Linked DNA regions of Pan troglodytes: region 2 is linked to region 1. The links are chromatin contacts, called in public Hi-C maps. All regions are on one chromosome and are shown on one strand. Each heading gives the region's core, a stretch centred on a gene start, on an enhancer-like site or on the middle of the called end of the contact. The rest is flanking DNA. Distances are from core to core; before and after follow the strand shown. Region 1 holds the start of ENY2 (ENY2 transcription and export complex 2 subunit). Region 2 holds the start of EBAG9 (estrogen receptor binding site associated antigen 9).

What was found. Hi-C and Micro-C count contacts between places; a contact is called where the count stands out from the background.
Region 2: a contact with region 1 is called in a Hi-C map of a lymphoblastoid cell line, with 2.9 times the contacts expected there. The contact joins the promoter of EBAG9 here to the promoter of ENY2 in region 1. A contact is called at or near these places in 3 of 7 Hi-C or Micro-C datasets (induced pluripotent stem cells and a lymphoblastoid cell line), 1 of 1 datasets of contacts at active chromatin or transcription factors (stem cell-derived excitatory neurons) and 1 of 1 other capture datasets (stem cell-derived neural stem cells).

Annotation. Positions count from the first base shown.
Region 1 is chr7:119,582,881-119,588,753 of NHGRI_mPanTro3-v2.0_pri, forward strand. It overlaps ENY2 (ENY2 transcription and export complex 2 subunit), which reads left to right and starts at 3,571. Exons shown (of 5, transcript XM_001135431.6): 1 at 3,571-3,698; 2 at 5,429-5,505. The coding sequence starts at 5,438. It overlaps NUDCD1 (NudC domain containing 1), which reads right to left and starts at 3,417. Exons shown (of 10, transcript XM_001136325.7): 1 at 3,189-3,417. The coding sequence starts at 3,306.
Region 2 is chr7:119,788,876-119,794,748 of NHGRI_mPanTro3-v2.0_pri, forward strand. EBAG9 (estrogen receptor binding site associated antigen 9) reads left to right here and starts at 3,584. Exons shown (of 7, transcript XM_001136819.7): 1 at 3,584-3,901. LOC107976412 (a long non-coding RNA gene) reads right to left here and starts at 4,465. Exons shown (of 3, transcript XR_001720367.2): 1 at 4,339-4,465.

The DNA.
Region 1 (5,873 bases), core at 2,321-4,820:
TATGCAGCCATAAAAAGGAACACAATCATATCCTTCAAAGGGACACGGAAGGAGCTGGAAGCCACTGTCCTCAACAAACCAACAAAAGAACAGAACACAAAACACCACATGTTCTCACTTGTAAGTGGGAGCTGAATAATGAGATCACATGGACACAGGGAGGGGAACAACACACACTGTGGTCTGTCAGAGAATGGGGTAGGGGGAGGGAGAGCATTAGGAAAAATTGCTAATGCATGCTGGGCTTAATACCTAGGTGATGGGTTGACGGGTGCAGCAAACCACCATGGCACACGTTTACATATGTACCAAACCTGCACATCCTGCACATGTACCCCGGAACTTCAAAGAAAAAAAAAAATCAGTCGGAGCAGTGGCTCAGGCCTGTAATCCCAGCACTTTGGGAGGCCGAGGCAGGTGGATCGCGAGGTCAGGAGTTCAAGACCAGCTTGGCCAAGATAGTAAAACTCCGTCTCTAATACAAAAATTAGCTGGGCTTGGTGGCGGGCACTTGTAATCCCAGCTACTCCAGAGGCTGGGGCAGAGAACTGCTTGAACCCGGGAGGCGGAAGTTGCAGTGAGCTGAGATCGCGCCACTGCACTCCAGCCTCAACGACAGAGACTCCGTCTCAAAAAACAAAACAAAAACAAAAAGAAACAAACAAAAATTAGCTGGGCATGGTGGCGGGCGCCTGTAATCCCAACTACTCGGGAGGCTGAGGCAGGAGAATCGCCTGAACCCGGAAGGCAGAGGTTGCAATGAGACGAGATCACACCACTACAGTCCAGCCTCCGCAATAGAGCAAGACTCAGACTCAAAAAAAAAAAAAAAAAAACCTTCAAATGGCACCTGATATCCTGCAGCTGTACATCCCAAACACAGAATCTAAGATTAACGCTGATGAAATGAGTATGGAACAAGGACAACTTTGTGAATTTTTTCTAAAGTTAAAGTATTCAATGGATTGTTTATTGTGAGATTTTGCTTCCTGCTTTTTTGGTGTTAAAATATCCTTTTGTTTATGAAAAGATAGATGAGTAAATGATAGTTTTTAAGAAACATCTCCACCTAGTAAACAGAAAAGTTGGCAGAACTACAGCAGCTGAGTTTTATTTTATATTGTAATGGCTCAATACAAAAATGTCAGGGAAACACTGAATGACCGGAAATCCAAAAGGCAAACAAGGCCCTCACTGATTTATTTCCTCTCACTTTCCCAGACGTTTTGCTCCAGCAATATAAGAGTGCACGGATGTCCAGCATACAACCTACTAATTATTTCCCTTTCCTCATGCTTTCCCATGAATGGAATGACCTCAACAATTTCTTCTCTTCTTCATATACTCATTTTATTGAATACATCCTATGTGCCAAGCACTGGATATAGGGTAGTGAGCAAAAGAAAAACATCACTGTTTTCAAGGAACTCATAGTCTAGTGGAGGAAACAGACAACAAATCAAGATAGAATTTAAAAGGCCGATAAGTACGTCTTATAGAGAATGCAATGACGAAGCCCAAAAGTGAAGGCAGGAAGGCTAGTCAGGAGGCTACTAGAGTTCAGGTAAGAGATAACTCTGATTTGGATTAGGGTGGAGGCCTAGAGATATCAAAATGTGGAGCTGACCGGACTTGCTACCAAGCAGACAGTGGCTAAAAGAAACAAACCCCAAATGACTCCGGCACAAGTGTCTCTTGGAACTAACCTGGGCTAGTCTAGTCGGCTAAAGGATAAGAGACCACACGGAGAAAAGTCAAGAGGAGACCATGTGAAAGAATCTTAAACAAGCCTATAGTCTGAGACCCTAACCCCACCCTCCAAACATATGAGGAAGTCCAGCCAAATGAGCAGAGCTTCCCAGCAGATCCATTACTGAACAAGGATGCATCAATGAGCCCAACTAGGACTAGAAGAACCACTCAGCTGACCCGTAGACTTGTGGGCAATAATAACTGCTTCTTGTTTTGAGACACTGAATTTTGGCTTCACTTTCTAATGCACTAACTAAACATGGTGATACCATCTACTGACATGGGGTGACTGGAAGAAACACGGTGGCAAAGAGGAAAAGGAAGAAAATAAAAAGAAAAATCAAGCTTATCCTCTCTCATCCTAGTCAACTCTTAACCTACCCTTCAAAGCTCAACTTAGATATTAACTCCTCCAAGACGCCTTCCCAGATCCCCAGATCCCCAGACTAGTTTAGGAAAGATATTCAAGTACTACCATTGTATTTTGTACATATCCCTATCACTGCCTTCCCATATTGTTTTACAATTATCTGTTTACAATTTTCTTCCTAACTAGTTAATAGTCCTGTTATGGAAGGTGTCTTGTTCATTTTGATATTATCAGGACGTAACACAAAACAGGTACTCGGTAAATATTTCTGAATTTAATAAATCAATTAGCACAAACTTATTTTATACTTTAATGTCTGTTATTATAATTAACTGTAGATCACTATTTCTCAAAGTGTGATCTCTGAAAACATGCATCAGAATCAGGGGTGTGTATTTTAAAATGCAGATCTCTGGGCTCTATCATAACGAAAATGCCGTTAAGTTGTAAAAACAAGAGTAAGGATATTCTACCAGCTACAGATAAAGCAAGGAGTAGCAGTGTGGGAGTAAATCCACTTTTCCTCACTATCTTCTAGAGATGTTCTCTACCAGAGTTCTTAATGTGCCAGGAACTGAGTAATTAAAAATGCTATGACTGGAATGTAGTTTCTCTTCTAAGAAACGGCTCTCGGTCAGAGGAAACAGGAACTGGGGGTCCTCCAAGGAGGTGTGGTTTCTCAACGCACACGTTCACAAGCGATGCTCCAGGAGGAAGGAATGTTCTCAGCGTCCCCCGAAACAGAAGCCAGGCTGTGGACACACAGCAGCCAGGGCCCCAGGCACTACCCGCACGCCAGCCCTCAGACCTCAGACCTCAGACCTCAGAGGCTGGGCTGCTGACGGAGGGGGCCCAGGGTCCCGTTACCGAAGAGCGCGCGAAGGCGGCTCCCACCGGGTTCTGGGATGGGCATCATTCCCCAGAAGCAGCGGCCTCCGTGAGTCCACGCAAGCCGCCACGGTGGCTTCGCTTGCCAGTGAGAAAGAAAGAAATTGCGGGAAGGGTCAGGCCGGAGGCAGCCGAAAGGGGAAAGGAACGGAGTACGAAGGGCGCCGCCGCTTCCCACCTGCGTCAAGCTCCAGCTGGTAACAAGGCAGCGGCTCAAGAGAGAGCTTGTAACCCTCGAAGCGGGGATCCAACAGAGGTCTCTTCACCCGTAGGGAGCAATTAGCCGCCACCTCCATCGCTTTCCAGGGCCGCAGCGTGAGAATTAATAAAGCCCTTGTTGAAAGGTCCGCGCTTCACGCCTCGCACAGAGACTGGGAAGCGGCGTGGTTCCCATCCCAGAAAACACTGCGGTGCGAACTGCCTTCTGGGAAATGTAGTGTTCGTGAAAAAGTTGAGACTGTTGCATGCTGGGCTATGTAGTTCTCCTGGTACTTAACGCGCGCGCGACGTCAAGGTCTGAACTCTGTTACCCAGAGGCCCTAGCAACCAGGAGGTGGCCCGCGCTGGTTAAATTCTCACATTATAGGCAGGGTGGCGAGACCCCGCCCCGGAAATGCGTGTTCTAGCTTTCTGTGTGCTTAGGTGCCCGAGCTACTGAGGGTCTAAGTCCGGGCAGCCGAAGAGTGTGGTAGGTAACGGTCGTCAGCGCAAGGGTCATTTCGTCGCTGGGAAGGGACGGCCCTCGCCCGCGGTGATGGTGGTGAGCTATGCCCGTGGTCCTCAGGGCCGGGACCCGGGCCCAGCCCAGGCTCCTTTCGATGTACTGTCTTTCGTTAGCGTCCCCGACCCGCGCTCGCGGGCCTGTAGGGCTCTCCGACAGGGCGTGCTACCGGAGTTGGCCTGAAGCCAGTCCTCGCTTTGTTTTCTGGCTCCTCCTCTCCCGCCTCTCCCGCTGTCTCCGCCCTGTTCTATTTTCCCTAAGAATGTCTGAACTGGGAGGGATACCCTAGCGCCCTTGTTTTACCAGTGAGAAAACTGAGGCCTTTAAGAATTAAGTGACTTGTCCAAGGTCACTATCCGTATTTTAGGAGCCAAGACGAGATCAAGTTCAATATTCCAGGAGTGGTACTGACTAGACCTTGTAGTTATTTTAAAAATGTTAGCCTTCAATTACAAAAGCAAGCATTTCCTAGTTCTCACTCAACTTCTCCTTTTCCCTGTTCCTCTCAAAAAAGAAAAAAAAAAAATCAACTCTGGTAACTCATTGCCAGTCTGAATTTTCAATAGGCCAGATGGAAGACAACAAAAGTAATCTCAAGTTAGTGACAGATTAGGTGGGAAAACGTTAGTTTACGCCAAGTTTTATTTAATTTAAACTTTTAAGTGGCTTGAACGCTTTCAAAACCTAACTTTCCTCTTCTTTCAACATCATTTTGGTTTGGGTTGTCTGTTTTTACTGAATATTGAGGACTTTGTAAGTTAGGAATTAGTTTGAGATTTGTTTTCTCCTTATCCCACCAGCAGTGTGTGTGTAAACACACAGATCCACACACTTAGGTTTAGCAGTTGTAATTGTGGGTTCATCCTAGTGAAGAGTAAAGCAAAACACTTAGAGCCTTATCTAGTAATTTTATTTTTTTGATTAATTAATTATTATTATTATTTTTTTTGAGACAGAGTCTTGCCCTATCACCCAGGCTGGAGTGCAGCAGCGCAATGTCGGCTCACTGCAACCTCTGTCTCCTGGGTTCAAGCGATTCTCCTGCCTCAGCCTCCTGAGTAGCTGGGATTACAGACACCTGCCACCAAGCCCAGCTTATTTTTCTATTTTTAGTAGAGACGGGGTTTCACCATCTTGGTCAGGCTGGTCTTGAACTCCTCACCTCGTGATCCACCCGCCTGGGCCTCCCAAAGTGCTGGGATTACAGGTGTGACCCACTGTGCCCGGCCTGGTAATTTTATTTTTTTACTAATAGTGTTTAATCTTTTTTTGATGTTTAGTATGTATGACTTCTCCCAATTTTTGGATGCAGTCTGTGCAGAAGTGATCGGCAGTTATGTTCAGTTTTGGAACTCCTAGGGTCAAAGTACTTGAGTTCAAATTTTGCCTTTCCACTTTCTATCTCTGTGCCTCAGTTTCCTCATCAGTAAAATACAGATTATTTTATTAATATAAATATGTAACAATACGTTCTGGGAATTAAATGTGATGTTTAAAAAAAAAGCAAACCCACACTGCATTAGCCCAGTGCCAAGCACATAAGTGTTTAATAAAGAGTAATGATATTATTAACACACTTGAAATGTATCACCCCTTCAGTTAATAGAATGGTAAACATGTTAGGATGCCTGCCTAGAGGATTTAGAAGAAAATGCTTTGTAAATGTTCTATATCTGAAAGTACATGTTGATGTCCAGGTTAGCAAGATGAACAAAGATGCACAGATGAGAGCAGCGATTAACCAAAAGTTGATAGAAACTGGAGAAAGAGAACGGTAAGTAATAGATTGTGTTAATAAATTACATTTCACCGCCTTTAATAGTTAGCTTGTAAGAATCTAAACAAGAAATGAAACATGTCACTGGAAAGAATTACAATTGAGATTATAAAAGTTTCTATTCCGAACATCTGGAAAAAATAATTTAGGTTTGTTAAGTATTGCAGGACTTGGAGGGAAGTGGTGATGTAGAAAGATGAGCAAGATATGGCTCTTAAAGAGTAATTTGATGGAGAAGAAAAAGTACATACCTGAATTACAACTGGAGACATAATGTTACCTGGGTTTTAACAGGGAGACAATGTTGTGGAACCAGCTTCATTTACCAAGCTCTCAACCTTGGAGCAGCAAGTGCTGTTTCCACT
Region 2 (5,873 bases), core at 2,334-4,833, 210 kb after region 1:
TCTGGCTGTCCCTCCCTGTTTCCCTTTGTTAATATATTGCTAGTAGACATGTCTACTTCTGGTTGCTGATGACATAAAATTCACCTCTATTTCTTGGAAGCACTATTCCATGTTGTGAGCTAAAGGGGATTGTACTGATCTTGAAGATAATAAATCTGTTTGCTTCAAAGCTTTCACCGATTTTATTGCTGTATTTCCAACACATTTCCACATATGGTATGATATTTAATTTGCAAAATAAATCCGTAAAGCAGGAATTACTAACCTAATTTTGCAGATGAGAAAACTGAGGCTTAAAGTTGTTCAAGGTCAAAGTCACGATGTCCATCATGCTGTAGCTCAATGAATGAGTCTCCCATTGTTTCATGTTGTTTTATTTCTACTTTCTCAATCCATGTACAAGATAGATTTACAAACTACTGTTTTATGTTGGTTGTATGAATTTCAATACATTTACTGTTAGAAATAACAAAAGGTCTTAGACTGCCAGATGCTGTTCCCATCAACTCTACTTAATTCATAATATAGCTGAACTCTGTCATAAATCTAATAACGATGTGGACATTAGCCAGAAGTATGATGTGGCTGAACCTCACCACTGAACACAAAATGAGAATTCACCTCATCTTTTCATTTGAATTTATTTCTACTAAAATATATGTATTATTTTTCTTGATTTCTAACCAGGCCCCTTCTGAAGAAACCTGGTTAACTCTGAATTGTAGTAACAATTTTGAATCTTCCTGTATTTAGCAATAAAAGTTACTGCTAATTGTAATAACAATTATGAGGAAAAATTTATTTAAATGCTTCATAGAAAGTGAATTTTCATTTAATAGAAAAGAAATAAAAAATCTGTTTCAGACTGTTTGATTTCTCTATTAGGCAATTGACCCTAACTAGTATATGGTGATTTTGAGTATTAAAAAAGAAGTTATAATTTTCCAGAATATTAATGTTTATTATTTTGAAAGCAAGTAAAATTCTCCAGTAGGAAGATTAATAAAACAATTCATTAAAATTCTCATCAGAAAATCCTATGCTTTCAAATGTATCTGCTCAAAGATGTCACTCTATGTGCGGCAAAGCTTTGTTTTACTTGATCAAGAAATGAATGTGACTTTATGATCTTGTATTCAACTGTGAACAGCTGCTCATTAATAAAAAGCCATTAAAGTCCAAGTCAGAACAGCAGGTCTAAAATTGTGTTTGAGGGAAAAAAAAAAAACCCACCCTTTGGTGAAAAGCCAGGGAACTGGGTTGGGAAAGATCTGGAAGCAGAGGGCTGTGTTTGCAGTCTGCTTCTACCTCCTGGGCCAGGTCAGGTGACAAGGCCAGAGTTAGCCCCAGCTGGAGAAGTCAGAACGAAGCCTATGTAGGCTTTGAAAGGGGAGAGTAAGTGGTGGGCTGGAGGTTGATAGTGTGAATAAATCAAGCTGGTAATTGGGCAGAGGCTGATCAGAAGCGTTAAAGTGAGCAAAATGGTTTGGACACAGAGCAGACAGAATTTACTATATTCCATTGAGTAAAAGAAATTCATATACCAGGTTCTATCCCTTATGTTCCTCCCATTTGACATTTGGTGGTTTCCTACCCCCGTCCCACACAAGCTTTGGGGAGAGGACAGGACTTAAAGTTCCCTGTTCCCAAGAGGTGGTCCCTAAACCCAATCCCAAATTATTGACTTGTGATCCCAATTATGGGCTTACTATTTAACAAGTAAAGATGATTTTAAAATATTATTTTATAGGTATTACTAAAGTAAATTTTAAATTTGCAGTCTTTAGCGAGCTTTGTTTTCTGTTTTGCTATTGTGTTGGGAAACAAGTACTCAGTAACTAGCTGTTTCTGGAAAAGTATATACCTTTCGTTTTGTTTCATTTGGAAATGGCAAATTTAATAAAGAAAACTGAAGAATCAGGAAAAAGAAGAAAATATCCTTGGGCATAATAAATTGTCTAAAGCAATCAACTCTTTAAGAAAAAAAAATTTAAACACGTTTATATCCGAATATAGGTTATTTTGGATTTTTTTTTTTTTTTTTTTTTTGGAGTCAGGGTCCTGCTCTGTCTCCCAGGCTGGAGTGCAGGGCCCAATCATGGCTCACTGTAGTCTCGACCTCCCAGGCTCAGGTGATTCTTCCCACCTCAGCCTTCTGAGTAGCTGGGACTACAGGCATGCGCCACCAAACCTGGCTAATTTTTAAATTATTTGTAGAAACAAGAGTTTCGCCCGTTGCCTGGGCTGGTCTTAAATTCCTGGGCTCAAGCGTTCCTCCTGCCTCGGCCTCCCAAAGTGCTGAGATTACAGGCATGAGTTACCGTGCCCAGCTAGATAACTCGATTTTTTAAATCCAAAAAAAATTTAGAAATTTTATATTGAAATTTAGGCATTAGAATTCTAGAGATTAAAGTTAGAGCAGGTGTTTAAGGGACTGACAGGGGTTGCATGGCCTTTGGGAAATGCAATTACCGGAAACGATACTGTAGTAATGCAATAGTAATGCAGTAGTAGTAGTAGCTGCAGCAACAACTGTTATCTATGAATGTTTGCTATGTGCCAGGCTCTGTGCTAAGAGAGCTTTGCAAGCATTACTACTGCATGAAGTAGGCACTATTATGGCCATTTTACTGATGAGGAAATTGAGGTGAAGAGATTAAATAATTTTACCCAACTTTACACAGAACCATTCCAGAGCATGAGCCATAAACACATCTTTCCTGTCTTGGAAATTAAATTATTAATAAAAAACGTGGTGCAAATTGGAAAGAGGACGGTTGTGGTAGATTATCACAAAGTTAAGTGGGTAGGTGGTTGCTGGGTCAGGGTGGGAGAACAAAGGCAGCTGTAATAAAAAAAAAATTAAAGGCATATAAAGAAAAAGGCTGGTTGAGGAACAATTTGCATAAACTGATTTTGGCCTTAGACCCTATTCACTTCTCCCTCACCAGTCACTTTGCAACTGTGGAGCATAGTATTCTGAGGGTCCCCTGCACATAACAACCCCTTTCATAGCATACAAGATAAAAAGAAGAATCAGGCTGCAAAGAGAGAAGCACTGAAGGAAAGAGCATCTCAGGTCGAAAGAAGGGCAAGTCCAAGGTGCATGTGAGGAACAAATGCATGGACACGGTGAAGTGCCACTTCTTCATTTCTAGTTCAACACAATTCAATTAAAAATTACTGGGAGGAGGCTACGTGTTGAATTAAACAGCATTCCACATCTTTGAGGTGGCGGAATGACTGAGGGGAGGGGGTCTGTCTAGCCACATCCAAATCTTCCTGAGACAGAGGGAGATCCCTCATTTGTTGCAGTGTATTTTCCTTGGTCGCATCTGATACAGGGGTTCTGTGGGTTGAACAGAAAGGGACTCGGCTGGAGGGGAGGCACTCTGCATAGAAGGAAAGTAGGGACATCTGGCAGAAGCAGGCGCTCCGAGAATAAACAGTCAAAGCAGCTCGCAATAGTCCCAAAAAGCTACCCCTCACCGAACCTGGCGTGCCTGTCGCCGCTTGCCCCGCTCCCAGGGCTCATTGGCTCCCAGTCTCGACGTCAGACCCGTAGCCTCTCACCTATTGGGCCAGCCAGGACCTGAGGCGGAGTGCAGAAGCGACGGCCTGGAGACAGCCGAGAGCCGCCTTCCAGGAGGGCTGGGGGCGGGGCTAGAGGAGGGGCTGGGGGCGGGTTTCCCGATGAAGGGGCGGCCATGGCAGCTGCGCAGAGGCAACGCAGGCTGCTACGGAGCGCGCGCCCGGCTTTGAATGAGCGGGGCTGGGAGTGAACGGGCGGAGCGCGAGCTCGAGGAAGAGACAGGCAGCGCGCGTGAGCGCGCCTTGTGTGCGCGCGCGGCCCGCGGCAGCTCGGAGCCTCCGCCGGGCGGGCGGGGAGGGGGAGGGGCAGGTGAGTGTGTGCGGTTCGCGCGTGCCTGGGAGGGGCTTTCCTCTCCCTACCCCCATCCCGACCCCAGCCCTAGCCTCTGGGGCATCGTCTGCCCTTCGCCGTCGGCCCTCCGCCTAGCCGCGCACTTCCCGCCCTCCCACCTTCCTTTCGCCCTTCCACCAGACCTCCCTCGACGCCCGACAGCTGCTCTGGGTACTGTTTCCGGGTCAGGGTGACCTCTAGGGTGAGGAAACTGCGACTGGGAGCGGGACCCAGGCGTGCAGCATTCGCCATGCTCCGCTCACGCGTGGGAGACTGGGCTGTGGGGTACCGGCCCGGAAAGCACGCAGCCTCCAAAGCCGCCTTCCTCAGGGAAATTTGCGTGACCTTACTGCCCTCCGTCTACAGGCCTTGTACCTCCCCAGGCCGATTTTTCCACAATTTAAACCCCAGTTCACCTGGTATCCAGCTCCAGCAACTTAGAGCGTTTCACGTCACGCCGGGCGCCAGGCGTCGACTTGTATAACCTGAAAACGCTCCTGTTTTTCTCATCTGTGCAGTGGGTATGATTTTTTTTTCATCAACAAATTTCACGTGGGTAATCTGAAATGAAACCACTTAAGTTATGAAACTCTTTCCTTTTGAGTTATTCTGGAGACCTTACTCCGCCTTCGGAACCGCCCCAGTGGTGTCACATACTTGAGGGCCTGACTCTCGGTTGCCAGACATGGCACAGAATGTTCGATTTTACTACCAGCTCTCACACTCCGCTTCTGTTTCCCCTTCTCTTACGGGCCGCTGCTCAAACCTTTATTTATCAAATTTAAGTGAGTTCAGGTAAATCTTATTTTGGGAGCTTTGTAATATTTTCTAACCCACTTCAGAGAGTTATAGTTTGAGGATATTCTGGACTGTACTAGATCATATGGTTTTCAAATTTTGGTATGAAAAGATTCGGAAATAGAGTTTTAGAAATACAGCACCTGTTTAGTATGTACCGAACACAGATTTTGGCTTTGCTTGTTTTGTGAATTGTGATGTATTGAGGCTACTTGAAAGGACCTCTAGCAGTTTACCGAGAATTTCAACAAGAAAAGATATAATACATTTGATCTATCAGTTTCTAATGTAGCATTCTTTTTTTTTAATTGTAGTAATTTTTTTTCCGTTAGCATGGCAGAGCTCTCATTCCTGATTTCCTAGAGTTGTCATTTCTTCAAAAAGCCTTAATGAGGATACATTGCCTCATAGTTTTGAATCTCATTCTGATATACCTCAAATTTTTGTCTTTGTAATTTTTAAGGAAATTTAATGTTAAGATTAGATTATATTAACATTGTTCCGTTCTAGAAAGTGTTTTAAAGCAACTAAAGTGTAAAGTAGCGTAAGATACTTATCAAATTGGTGATCTAGAGGGCATTTCAAAAATCGCATTGAGGCAATGTGCACACAATTAAAAGGTTTCTTAAGTAGGATATGATGTGGGGAGAGCCTTGGGGTTTCGGGTCAGTCTCTTTAAATCCTGGGTAAGTGAATCTAAGTCTGTCAACCTCATCTATTAAACGGGAGTAGTGAAAAACCTACCTCTTTTGGTTGTCCTTAGGATTCCAGTGAGGTGATCGAACATTGTCTTGAGCGTTCAAGTGCTCAAGGAATGTTAGTTTCCTTCCATTCAACAAATATTTGAGTACCTACTATGTGCCCGGCTTTGACTGAGACCTATAAATACCAGAATGAGCAAGACTGATGGACGTCCTGCCTCCTTAGTTTATTGCATTCCTCAGGGATAAGTTTATGGGCAAGCTCATGACAACTGGGAGTGAACGCAGAGTTTCCCCATGCGGAGTTGGTAGTATTTCCCAGCTTCCAAATCCAAAGTAGCGACTGAAACATAGTAGGTGCTAATATATATTCATTTAGATGAATCGGGACATTAAGTAAATACAGGTCTCAAAGGATATTCCTGCCTGCCAGTCAGTGTAATTGATAAAAT